4 separate regions of the Mus musculus genome follow, and regions 1, 2 and 3 are each linked to region 4. Evidence: chromatin contacts called from public ChIA-PET, HiChIP or PLAC-seq and promoter capture Hi-C data. All regions are on one chromosome and are shown on one strand. The core of a region is the stretch at or near the end of the contact, and the rest is flanking DNA. Distances in the headings are between cores, read along the strand shown. Region 1 holds the start of Ndufa9 (NADH:ubiquinone oxidoreductase subunit A9). Region 2 has its middle 9.9 kb from the start of Gm52879. Region 3 has its middle 14 kb from the start of 1700018A23Rik. Region 4 holds the start of Parp11 (poly (ADP-ribose) polymerase family, member 11).

Region 1 (2,700 bases), core at 177-2,676, 600 kb after region 4:
AAAATGTTTTCAGGTGATGGTCACAAAGACGATAGGGCACACACAAAGGTGGATAATAAATGGCTATTTAGAGGGCTAAGGATAGCCCAGGGTAATCTTGGATCTGCAACACTCCTTTCTCTATTATTATTATTACAGTTTTAATCAATTAATCAGCCTTTCTAGAAAGTTCAGAACTTGCAGCTTCTTTCTGGGAACTTCAGTTTGCAAGCCCATGTCTTTTACTCAGGTATAGCTAGAGGATGACTGGAATCAAGTTTTTTAATTTTTTAAAATTTGAGACAAGGTCACCTAGGCTGGCCTGGATCTCCCTATCCTCCTGTCCCTGCCTTCCAAGAGCTGGGATTATAGGCAGGGACCACCAGAGCCTGAAAAAAGATTTTTAAATGCAAGTGGTTCTATTTTCTCAGAACATCCCGAGGCTCCAGGTAAATCTTTGCAGAACAACACAGATTTTCAAAGAGGCCCAGTTTTTAAAAAAGCTGCTCTGGGTAAAGCCAGCAGTTTTTCCATAAGAAAAATATGTTGAATGTCAAGCATAGCATGCGATTTTATATCACATTTCAGGTGATTCACGTTTCAAAACCATTTATAAATCTCTGGATCAGCCCAGGGTGGTGACTCCTACCTGAAGCAGAGAGCTGTACCACAAGTTCGAAGCCAACTAGGACTTCAAAGGGAGACCCTGTCTCAAAAATTCCAAAAATAGAACTTCTCGTTTCATAATTCAGTTAGTGATGAGTGTGCTTCAATAAACAAAATTCACGACCGAACAAACACATAAACCCCAGCCAATCAAATTCACGACACAGAGACTGATCACCGCGTTGGAAAAGGTGATCAGAAGTCCCTGGTGAGGTCATCTATGAGTGGAATTGAATTGGTGCAGACATCTAAGTATGCATTCTATGAAAGGGGACAGTGAACACTAACGCCCTGCAAAAGGATGTTCCTGGCGGCGTTGGCGTGCGAGGGGCTTAGGGTGGGGGCGCCTCTGCATTTCTATTTAACTCCCCCACTTGTACACTGTACGCAGACCCTATTACACCTTTTTCCTCCGTGCAACTCCTTGAGTGCAGGGGCACCCTTCCTTCTTACCCCTGCAGAGCTGTCTGACTCTTTTTGGTAATTAGCCCATAGAAAAAGGGTCTTTGAAAGCTGGCCATTTTGCATGCCCTTGAGTCAGTCCTTGGTTAACTCTGAAATGCAGATTCCCCGGAAATATCAGGTGGTCTTCACAACCCATTCCAAAACCGGGACTGTATTTTCCCCTGCCTTCTCCTCCTCTTTTTCTTTTTCTCTCCTCTGCTTTTACTCCCAGGCTCTCTTATCAACCATCAACCTGCCACTTCCGTTCCCAGTTGGCGTTTGCGCAGAGAGGTCCTTGAGATACCATTTGACCCCGCGTTGTTGCCGTAGTTGGCGGAAGCACCGGCCGTGAGGCATTGTGGGAGAAGATGGCGGCCGCCGTCCGCTTTCGGGTTGTTAGAGCGCTTCCAATGTCACGTAAGTGTCACCGGGGACCGGGTCTTGGGGTTGCATTCGGCGACGGGAACATGACCTTTCTTCCTCATACTCTTGGCTCATGTGTGAAACTGCACTCGGCAAGGGGACGGAGAGCTGGAGGAGCTGGGAGGGACGAGGAGAACCCGGACACTGACAGGTTCGAGATAGTGCGTGGATTGTGGGGAAGGTTGCGGTCCAAGAGAGTACTTATCCAGGGGAAAGGGGGCTTGGACGGCAGGACATCGATTGACTTCATGGTGGTGATCGCACTGGAAATCAGAATCCGCGCCACAGATGTCAGGTTGTGGCGGTAGGGACTGCAGCAGCGAGAGATGGTTGTGGAGAGTCGGGAGCTGGGTGGAAAGAAAAGTGAAGGACCGCTTAGAATTTGTCAGCGTTGTTTATTTACTCTTCTGTCGTGATTGAATGTGTTCACAGCCCTCAAATCGAAACCATGCATTTGCACCTGCAGATCAAGGGAGGCAAAGCATTCAGTCGTTACAGTTCACGGCCCTTCCACTCTCCACGCCACAAACATGCCCGCTTCACTTACAGTTTTCCATAGTGTGTTTTTAAAAAACTCGTTACAGAATGTCAAGTCATTCTCAAAATCGCTTCATGTCAGACCACGTAGAAGAGCTTTTGTTCTTAGGGTAGTGGGAGCAGGAAATTCCAACAGACGCTAAGCTGGGGTCAGATGTCCTTATGCCATTGCTAAAGCCATCACCACTTCTTTGCCATGTCCATTGCTTCTTTCTTCATGTCCCCAACTGAGCCCACACTACTGAAAGTAGACAAAACATGGCCATTCCCAAGAAGTTTTTTATTAGGCCCTCTGCCACACTACAGGGAAAAACAGCACAGAAGAGGGTCTCCCGGGAGACTCGCTAGATAGGCAGAGAAGGGATATTTGGAGCAATCACAGCCTATCCTCTTTAGTACCAGTCACAGTTGGCCCTCTGTGCATGTTCTCTAACCTCAGAAATGAGTACAGGGTCATCTAGAATTGGGTTGTAACAGCATAAAAATCTGGGACAAACTGTTTGAGGTGACCTGGCCGAGGAGGGGCTTTCAGGAGTCAGGGCTGCTTGGTTCATGTAGTTTCCCCAAGGCATCCATGTGATTGATATTCAGGGTTTCTGGTGCTGCCATTAGGGCTGATTGATAGTCTTCTGCTCAGATAATCAGAATAGC
Region 2 (2,700 bases), core at 124-2,623, 640 kb before region 4:
CTATCATGATAGAAGAGTGCCACTGGCCAGCCACCCTGGTCAGTTCACTGGCTCTGCAGTATAGAACTGTCCTGGGTTGTAGTTTCCTCAGCTACCAATGGCATTAACTCTGCCATTGTGAGAGGTGATCCTTGGAGCTACTCCCAAAAGGTGTCACATGAGGTTGGCCACCCTGACCTTGTTGGAGGTCAAGCTCCAGGCAAGTGCTTTCCTTTTTGTGCGAGCCAGTATTGACCTTGAGTCTCCATCCCCCATGCTGTGGCTAACCCAGAGCTAAACAAGTCACAGTGTTAAAAATAGCCTCACCCTCACTTACATGTCCAGCGTGCTGCTTCTGCGGCGTGGATGGGTGATAGACCGACACTGTCTTCCCAGTTACCAAGTTACCAGTTACTGACATCTTAGTGTAGGTTAATCTTGTAGATATTTTGGCCTCAGAAGGACCCATGTAATGATCCTTTGTTGTACCAATGGGGGCATGTTAAGGTTTTCGGGAGGAAGGAACTTACCAGGCATTTGACAGACATCAGGGGTGAACCGAAGCATGCGCTCAGATCACACTATGTCTGTCTTGCCTCTTGGATGGGCAATACAGCCCAGGGTTCCGGAGGGCCCACTGTTTCTCTCAGGATAGCTGCTTTAGAGTTGACAGTCGCTCAGGTTTCAAGGCCCACAAGCAAACTGGAAGCTAGATGGCCTTCTATAAGACAAGAAGGAAGGAGGCCTTGGGACAGTAGCAGCTAGAGCTCTTTTGAGTCCTCAGTCTTCCAAGGTTGGAAGTAGGGTCTCTGAGGTGTAGGCCGAACTATGAGGCCAGCTGCCTAACAGGAGGGCGACCGCTAGTGAACACGAAGAAGTAGAGAAGATGGATGGGTGAGCCAGTGACTGGTGCCCAGGGCGGAAGGATGAGGGAGGTGGTGTGTGACATGGAAGAGACAGTGATGCTGGCACAGATGGGGGAAGGAGGGGCTGCATGAAGACAAGTGCGCAGCCTGGGGGCCCCTGGCTGTGGCAAGTGACAGGAAGAACAGCTGAAAGGAACCAGAGGAGGAGAGGAGGAAAGGCCACCCAGGACAGTAGGCATGGTCAGGACTGACATCATGCTTTGCTGCCTGCCGATTCAGGCCAATCGCCATTCCAGCCTTTCTGCCCTTTCTCCTAAGCCCTTGGATGGACATCTGGCAGGTCTTCTGTTTTGTGAGGGTGTTGCACTTTTTTTTTTATCTGGCACTCACGACTCCTGTGTGGGTTCTACTTGTGGTCACCTAGTCTCAGTCTGGACTTGTTGGGGAGGGGGATATAGCCCCTGAGACTTCTTGGTGGCCTTGTTGTGGTGCCTGCTCTTCCATGTGCTGGCCACTAGATGGCAGCAGGAAACCTGTTGGTTTTTTCCAGCAGGTTGTTTTACTCAGTCTAGCTTTCCTGGCCATGTGGCCCTCTGCCTCAGTCTCAAATCACATTTGTCACAGGTTCTTAGATGGTTCTGAGGCAAGGCTGAGTGAGATGAAGCCGCATCAGTCTACTTTTGAGAAGTGGCTGTCTCAGGACACTGTCACAGGCTTGGAGGTGGCCTTTCAGCACCCTACCTGTGGCCAAACACCCTTTGTAGGGTGTTCCTGCTGTAGACTACACTCTAGCTGTGCGTTGCAGGGCTGTGTGGGGCCCAGAAGCAGAGAACTGGGCTCTGAGGAAACTGAGACTGCCCACCTCCACCTCAGCTTGGCAGCCTGTGTGGTTGGTGCCAGACATGGAGGGAGGGGTCATGCCTAGGGCAGGACTAGCCTGGGAAGAGCAGTGCTGTAAGATCAAGGACAGAGCTTTCCTGCAGCAGGGACATACAGCACTAGCAAACTCCCTGGAAGCTCAGCTTGAGTCCAGAAGTGGGCGGAGTCTGCCGATTTCATGGCCCATCTACTCCCAGCAACCCCTGGGTGTAGTCCCCCATCCCACAGCTGGTCATAGCCACGTGTAGCCTTAGATCTCTGCAGGGTAGTCCCACAGGATGCCAAGCCACACCCCATTTCAGGTTCAGTCTTCAGTGCTCTGAGTGTTGTTTCTGGGTCTGCAGTTTTTGTCTGGCGTCAGGGCTCATATGTCTTTCCTACAGTTTTGTGTCAAGGACTGGGCTGTCCTCTTGAGACCCATGGCGTGAACTGGAGTCTCAGAGAGGTCAAGGGTATTTTCAACGTTTCCAAGATAAAACGCTGAACTGGCCATTGATCCGGAGGCTGGGACATTTTTTATTCTTCCTGTAATGATCAGCTTTGCACGTGGCGGGGTTAGTGGGTGAAAGAGAAATTCTCCCAGGATGCCAGAAATGGGGACACGATCTGTCACCACCCCCACCTACTACCTCTAAGTACCCTATTAGTCTGTACCCCAAACATAGCCAGGGATGGGACCCTAGTTGTTCTATGGAGATACCAGGTGGCCCCAGCTGCCAGAGCCTTCCGCTGGTTAGTGATGCTATGTAGGCATCTGGTAGGGGATGAGAGTGTTTGGTGGTGTGCCTTGCACTTCTAACTGGCCTATCGAGCTAGTGTTGCTGCCCAGACCCTACCCATGGTAGTTGCTCTCTCTGGGACCCCATTCTAGGTGGCCTCCCCGTGTGGAAGCACTGTCCACGATGGGGGCAATGGTGGCATGACTTCATGTCAGTGCCCTCTGCTGGGTATTTTTGAGGTTCCAGGCTGGGGTGGG
Region 3 (2,700 bases), core at 196-2,695, 650 kb after region 4:
ACACGTTATTGTGTGTGTGTTGAGCTATTAACTTATTGGTTGTGAGATGAATCTCATTGTGGTTTTTTTTTTATTTTATTATCTAAAATTTTAGACCTAATGATGTTGAACATCTTTTTATGTACTCATTACTCATTTGCATGTCTTTTTCCAGGAGTGTCTACTTGAGCATATTATTTTTTGTTATTGAATTGCAACTTCCATTCTTCCTTCCTTCCCCGCCCCTCCACTCCCCCTCCCTCCTTGAGCTGGCTTCCAGAACTGAGTAAAAACCTGCGGGAGGGGAGGAGAAACGGAGTAGGTTCAGCAGCCCCTGCTCTGCTTCCTGGTCTGTGGCGTGTGGGAGTCCCAGTCACTTGTCCCTGCTGTCACAACCTCTGCTGTGCCCTGCCATGATGGACGGACCCTCCTGGACCCTGAGCACAGATGAACCTTGCTTCCCCTAAGTCGCCTCTGCTGGATACCTTGTCATATCAGTGAGAAAGGTTTGTAATACAACCAGAGGCTCCACAAAGGTGGATATTAAAAATACAAAATCGGGCTGGCGAGATGGCTCAGTGGTTAAGAGCACTGACTGCTCTTCCGAAGGTCCTGAGTTCAATTCCCAGCAACCACATGGTGGCTCACAACCATCCGTAATGAGATCTGATGCCTTCTTCTGGAGTGTCTGAAGACAGCTATGGTACTTACATATAATAAAATAAATAAATCTAAAAAAAAAAATACAAAATCGACAACCATTTTAATTTTTAAGCGTGGATTGAGATTTCCTTCCAGAGTGGCAGATCGCTGAAGCATCTTTCTCTTCCAAAACAAAACCATCTGCCTGGAGAAAATGATACACCAGGCAACATTTTCAGCAATCGTCTCAAGGATACACAGCAAATGGAGAATCATCCTGGCAAGAACATTTTCTAAATCTCAATCTCAACAAGGCTCAGTGGGAGTCTGTGGCATATGAGCGGCTGTTTTCTCCGTGTGCCCTGCCCCCGCCCCCGCCCCCTAGTTCTAGAGAATAGTCTATGCCAAGTTCTCTACTCTGGGTAGGATGTTCAAGGGGGTCTTGCCACTGCATTTCCCATAGGGCTGTGGTTTCACCCCTGGGAAGGGCAAGCCAACAGCAATCAGCCGCCTTCCCCACCCACACCCATCACTGAGATTCAAGTCCTCCACCTGTGGAGGCAGCAGAAGCAGCTGTGATTCCCACTCTCCTCACCTCCTCCTTCCTCCATCCCCTGATGCTCTCCACCTCACTCCTGCTCTGAGGTTTCAACTCCAACTGCACCAGACCCAGAATGCAGGGTTGCAGCTGTCTCTTGCCCAGATTGCTTACACAGAGGAAGTTCTATCCTGGAACGCTAATATCCGGAGGAAGCCCAGGCTCTACTTCCTACCTCCCACCTTCCTGTCCTTTGTGTCTGCTTATAGAATCACGTGTCACACTAGCTCAGGAAGAAAATGAGCTGCTCCCTATACCCCTGACCACTGAGTACAGAGGAGGAAGCTCCGTCCAGAAAGTAATTCAAGGCAAAAATCTTCCCTGATCTTTCTAAGGAACTAGCCTTATTTGGAACGGTTTTTAAATCAGGGTCTCTTTCTGTAGCTCTCTGGCTGTCTACTCTCTGTGTAGGCTGGGACTTCTCGGAACTCACAGAGATCCATTGGTCTCTGCCTCCCCAGGGCTGAGATTAAAGGTGTGTGCTGTCATTCCCAGCTAACCATGCATTCTTGGTGGAGAATTTCAGAGGAAACTCAAAGCTCATGATATAACCAGTAGCCTGCACAATGCGGAACATTCAGACATTTAACAGAAGCTGGGAAGACACACAAAGAATCCCATGGTATCATATGCCTGCCATGTTGGTTTGCAAGCAACTGGCCTGGACCCACTCAGGAGCAAACAGATGACCCCAAGAGAAAGACTGAGAGCCATTTCTTAGCCTATACACAAACCCATCAAAGGGCAGCAGAAACCTCCGGGTACTCAGGCCATCACCCTAACTTCTGAGTAGTGTGACTAGTAAGCCACTCCGACCCAGGTCAACTTCTAGGATGCTAGGCTTAAAAGAGCAAAGCCGCCCGGCATGGTGGCGCACGCCTTTAATCCCAGCACTGGGGAGGCAGAGGCAGGCGGATTTCTGAGTTTGAGGCCAGCCTGGTCTACAAAGTGAGTTCCAGGACAGCCAGGGCTATACAGAGAAACTCTGTTTTGGAAAATAAATAAATAAATAAATAAATAAATAAAACAAACAAAAAAAAGAACAAAGCCATGTGCCATAATTTCTTCAGATTGTACTTTAAAAAATCTTTCACTCAATCTTCCAACCTTCACATTTCCGGTTTGCTTTGGAGACCCTAATTAAAGTCAGATGTCACTTAATGATAGGCTGAGTTCTGGGGAAGGTAATATTAAGACATTTTTGTCATAGTACAAACACAAAGTGTGTTTACATAAACTAAGACAGCTGAGACATCATTGGGCGGCCTAATGTTATGGGAGCCATGTTTGTACATGTGGTCTCTCATAGACTGAGCACTTTCATGTGGCTTTTTACACTTTATATATGAGAAATGAGAACATTCCAGTAAAGGAGTTTGCTCATGAGCTGGAGAGATGGCTCAGCATTTAAGAGCCAGATTTTGTTCTCAGCATCTATGCTGACATTCACAACCATCTCTAACTCCATTTCCGGGGATCTG
Region 4 (2,700 bases), core at 143-2,642:
CTGCTGACGTATGTTGTGGGGAAATCAACACAAAGGGGCGGGGCGGCTGGTAAAAACCAACTCCATATTGACATGTAAGAGATGGATACTGATGACACTTAATAGTTAACAGTGAACAGCGTGTATGTATGAACAGCTATCCCAATTTTGCTAAAATCACATCCAAACGTATACTTTCCTCTGCCCTGATCTGATGACAGTATTAGTGTATGAATCAAAACTATCTGGTAACTGTCATGATGGAATGGGATGGAATGGAACTACAATGTGGACTGAATCCCAATTCATGGGCTCATTTCTAATCAGGTACTAACTTTCAGACGTGGGAAAATTTACTGATAGACTTAACTGATAATACACTTAAGTAGGAAGTAGGTTACTGGTTTTGTGAGGGAAAGCAAAAGGGTTACTTCAAGTATTGACTTAGAGGGTTATTGAAGTCAAATTAATGGTTAGCTCAGCTTCTGAGGTAGTTTCACAAACTAAGTCCACAAATTTCTTGAAATGCGATTCTGCCCATCGACCCCGAAGTTTTAAGTTCAGCGTACATTTTTCTCACTATTACATTCCCATAACAAGATCTGAATACTCTTGACAAATAGATCTGAATCCTCATTCATGGCGGGTAGGAGTTTGAATGAACGAACGAATGAATGAACGAACGAACCAATGAATGAAAGCAAGTATTAAAAAAAAATGCCTGCAGACATAAGACCTACTGAAGGCAAACAAAGGATTCCAGATCATTGTTCTAACCACGGAAAGAAAACATTTAAGAACGTCATCCCCTGAAACTCATATAGAGGATCCTCCATGCTCTGTAGCTCCAAAAAGAAGGAGCAACGAGGGTGCGGGGGTCGAAAGGAACTAGCAGGTTCGAAAGCCAGTAACTTCAACTGGAAAGCAGAATACAAAATATAAAATGAGGGAAAAAAGCGAAGACAGAGAAGCCCCCGGAAGTAAAATCAACAATCGGGAAAGGAAAGCAACAGCGTAGAAGCGGCCACCGAACGCTCCCACGGCTCAAAGCTGCGAGTCCACGGCCCGCAGGAGGCCCCCGCGAAGCGGGACAGCCACGACCCCGGAACGCAAACCCCCAGCCTGAGGCACCGCGGGGGCGAGTTCCCGGGAACGCCTCCCCGCCCTTCTCAGGCAACCCCGCCCACTGGGCCCGCCCCGTCCCGCCGGCTACTCACCGGATTCGCTTCCCACATAACGGTGCGAAATCGAGCGGAGAGAGCCTGGGGGAGGGGCTAGCCGTGGGGTCGATATGGTGGGCTTTTTCCGAGGGTCCCCAGGAGCGAAAGGACCGAAAGGCACCCTTTACGGAAGCCTTCCTTCTCCCCCTCCCCGTCACAAGCTGGCGTCTTCGGACCATCGAACCTCCCGACTTCCGCCTGGATCCAGCCAATCAGTGGCGGTCCCGCCCACCGCAAACTCGCTCCGCCTCTATGGCGCCCTTGGAACTTCCGCGCGTGCTGTCGCGGGCCGCCTTTACCTGTGTGGTAAAGCTGTTTGAAGCCGGCCATCATACCCACCACGTGATCGTCAAGCGTGGCAGGCTGCGTTTCCTCCATGCAGAACCTACGTTTATTAAAGATCACCTTATACCGAGTTTAGTGGCCAACCAAGTACTAGGCCTGAGAAGCACAACTCGACCAATGGCTTAAAGGTTAAAGCTTCAAACCTCTTTGTTGTTTGCAACATCCTCGAATTGGAGGTGATGATAGTTCTACCTGAGGGTGTAAATGAGCTTGCTGAAATCAGGTGCTTAGGTGTTTGCAATCTAGAAAATAATAAATAAATAAAGGGAGCTATTGGCCACGTGTCACTGGGCTTGGACGTGAACACTGACCAATATGTTGTCCCTGTCCTCGTGGATTTTAGAATCGACAGAAGAAAGCAAAAAGTAATTTGGAAACGCAAGAATGTAAAAACGTGAAATTTTAGACAGCATGGCAAATATGGAGGTTTCCAAGCAGGTTTACCTGAGTGCCTTGAATGCTAAGGCCTCAAATAGGTTCTTACACCGGTCACAAAAGAGGTACGATGGAAGAATATTCTTAAAGGCAAAGAAGTAGTGTGAGACTATAGGTGTATTTTTAAAAATAGGTCAAAGAATGACCACAGATTCAGAACCTGATTGTTTTTTACATTTTAATATATTTTTCCATTCCCATGTGTATGAATCTATTTCTTCAGACTATAGCATTCCATAGTTTACATGTTACACACATATCTTAAATAATCTACTGTGAGAGACACAAGTTACTATGTAACAAAAATTACTATAATCACTATTTTTGTTCAGACATTCATTAACCTCTTTGGAACGAATTCTTAGAAATGATACTGTTCAATAAGAAATTCTAAAAATTGTTGCCAAATGGTTAACCAGTTGCCCAAATACTTATTGCATAGCATAATTATTTTTTCTTACTACTTTGAAGTACATTTGCTAAATTTGCATGCATATGCATATATACATATATTCCTGAATATTCTTATCTGCTAATCCTCTGCTTATTCCTATGCTTTGCCATGCTATTATAATGTATAGATTCCTAATGTACTTGCTCTTTGATAAGAAATATCTCCTAATTTTCTTTTTCAGTTTTTTTCAAAATAATGAGTTCTCATCCAGAACACACTTCTTCCTGTATTTCAGGCCATGTGTCGGGAGTCGGGCTGGGCTGGGTA

What was found. Promoter capture Hi-C pulls out the DNA fragments that hold promoters and counts their contacts. ChIA-PET counts read pairs in DNA pulled down with a chosen protein or histone mark. HiChIP or PLAC-seq counts read pairs in DNA pulled down with a chosen protein or histone mark.
Region 1: a promoter capture Hi-C map of pre-B cells shows a contact between it and region 4, with 2.9 times the contacts expected there. The contact joins the promoter of Ndufa9 here to the promoter of Parp11 in region 4. A contact is called at or near these places in 12 of 39 promoter capture datasets (the 3T3-L1 cell line, the C10 cell line, the HPC-7 cell line and 7 more), 1 of 15 datasets of contacts at CTCF or cohesin (large pre-B cells), 8 of 484 Hi-C or Micro-C datasets (B cells, CD4 T cells, CD8 T cells and 3 more), 5 of 115 datasets of contacts at active chromatin or transcription factors (the 230-238 cell line, bone marrow-derived macrophages, embryonic stem cells and 2 more) and 3 of 9 other capture datasets (adipose tissue, liver and pancreatic islet).
Region 2: a contact with region 4 is called in an H3K27ac HiChIP or PLAC-seq map of embryonic stem cells, with 4 times the contacts expected there. The contact joins the enhancer-like site here to the promoter of Parp11 in region 4. A contact is called at or near these places in 1 of 39 promoter capture datasets (cranial neural crest) and 4 of 115 datasets of contacts at active chromatin or transcription factors (astrocytes, embryonic limb bud, embryonic stem cells and 1 more).
Region 3: an RNA polymerase II ChIA-PET map of memory CD8 T cells shows a contact between it and region 4, with 66 read pairs. The contact joins the enhancer-like site here to the promoter of Parp11 in region 4. A contact is called at or near these places in 14 of 39 promoter capture datasets (the 3T3-L1 cell line, the C10 cell line, the HPC-7 cell line and 7 more), 3 of 484 Hi-C or Micro-C datasets (CD4 T cells, CD8 T cells and embryonic stem cells) and 4 of 115 datasets of contacts at active chromatin or transcription factors (embryonic stem cells, large pre-B cells, memory CD8 T cells and 1 more).

Annotation. Positions count from the first base shown.
Region 1 is chr6:126,847,870-126,850,569 of GRCm38.p6, reverse strand. Ndufa9 (NADH:ubiquinone oxidoreductase subunit A9) reads left to right here and starts at 1,426. Exons shown (of 11, transcript NM_025358.3): 1 at 1,426-1,506. The coding sequence starts at 1,458.
Region 2 is chr6:128,090,349-128,093,048 of GRCm38.p6, reverse strand. It overlaps a transcript of Tspan9 not described here. Among named protein-coding and RNA genes, the nearest start is that of Gm52879, 9.9 kb to the left of the region's middle. Within about 2 kb of position 1,373, at least 59 of the 459 cell types and tissues checked have an H3K27ac peak or open chromatin away from gene starts, as enhancers often do. A contact at or near this core is called in embryonic stem cells, where this site is marked.
Region 3 is chr6:126,806,981-126,809,680 of GRCm38.p6, reverse strand. It overlaps the pseudogene Gm29788. Among named protein-coding and RNA genes, the nearest start is that of 1700018A23Rik, 14 kb to the left of the region's middle. Within about 2 kb of position 1,445, at least 17 of the 459 cell types and tissues checked have an H3K27ac peak or open chromatin away from gene starts, as enhancers often do. A contact at or near this core is called in memory CD8 T cells, where this site is marked.
Region 4 is chr6:127,452,319-127,455,018 of GRCm38.p6, reverse strand. Parp11 (poly (ADP-ribose) polymerase family, member 11) reads right to left here and starts at 1,392. Exons shown (of 9, transcript NM_181402.4): 1 at 1,197-1,392.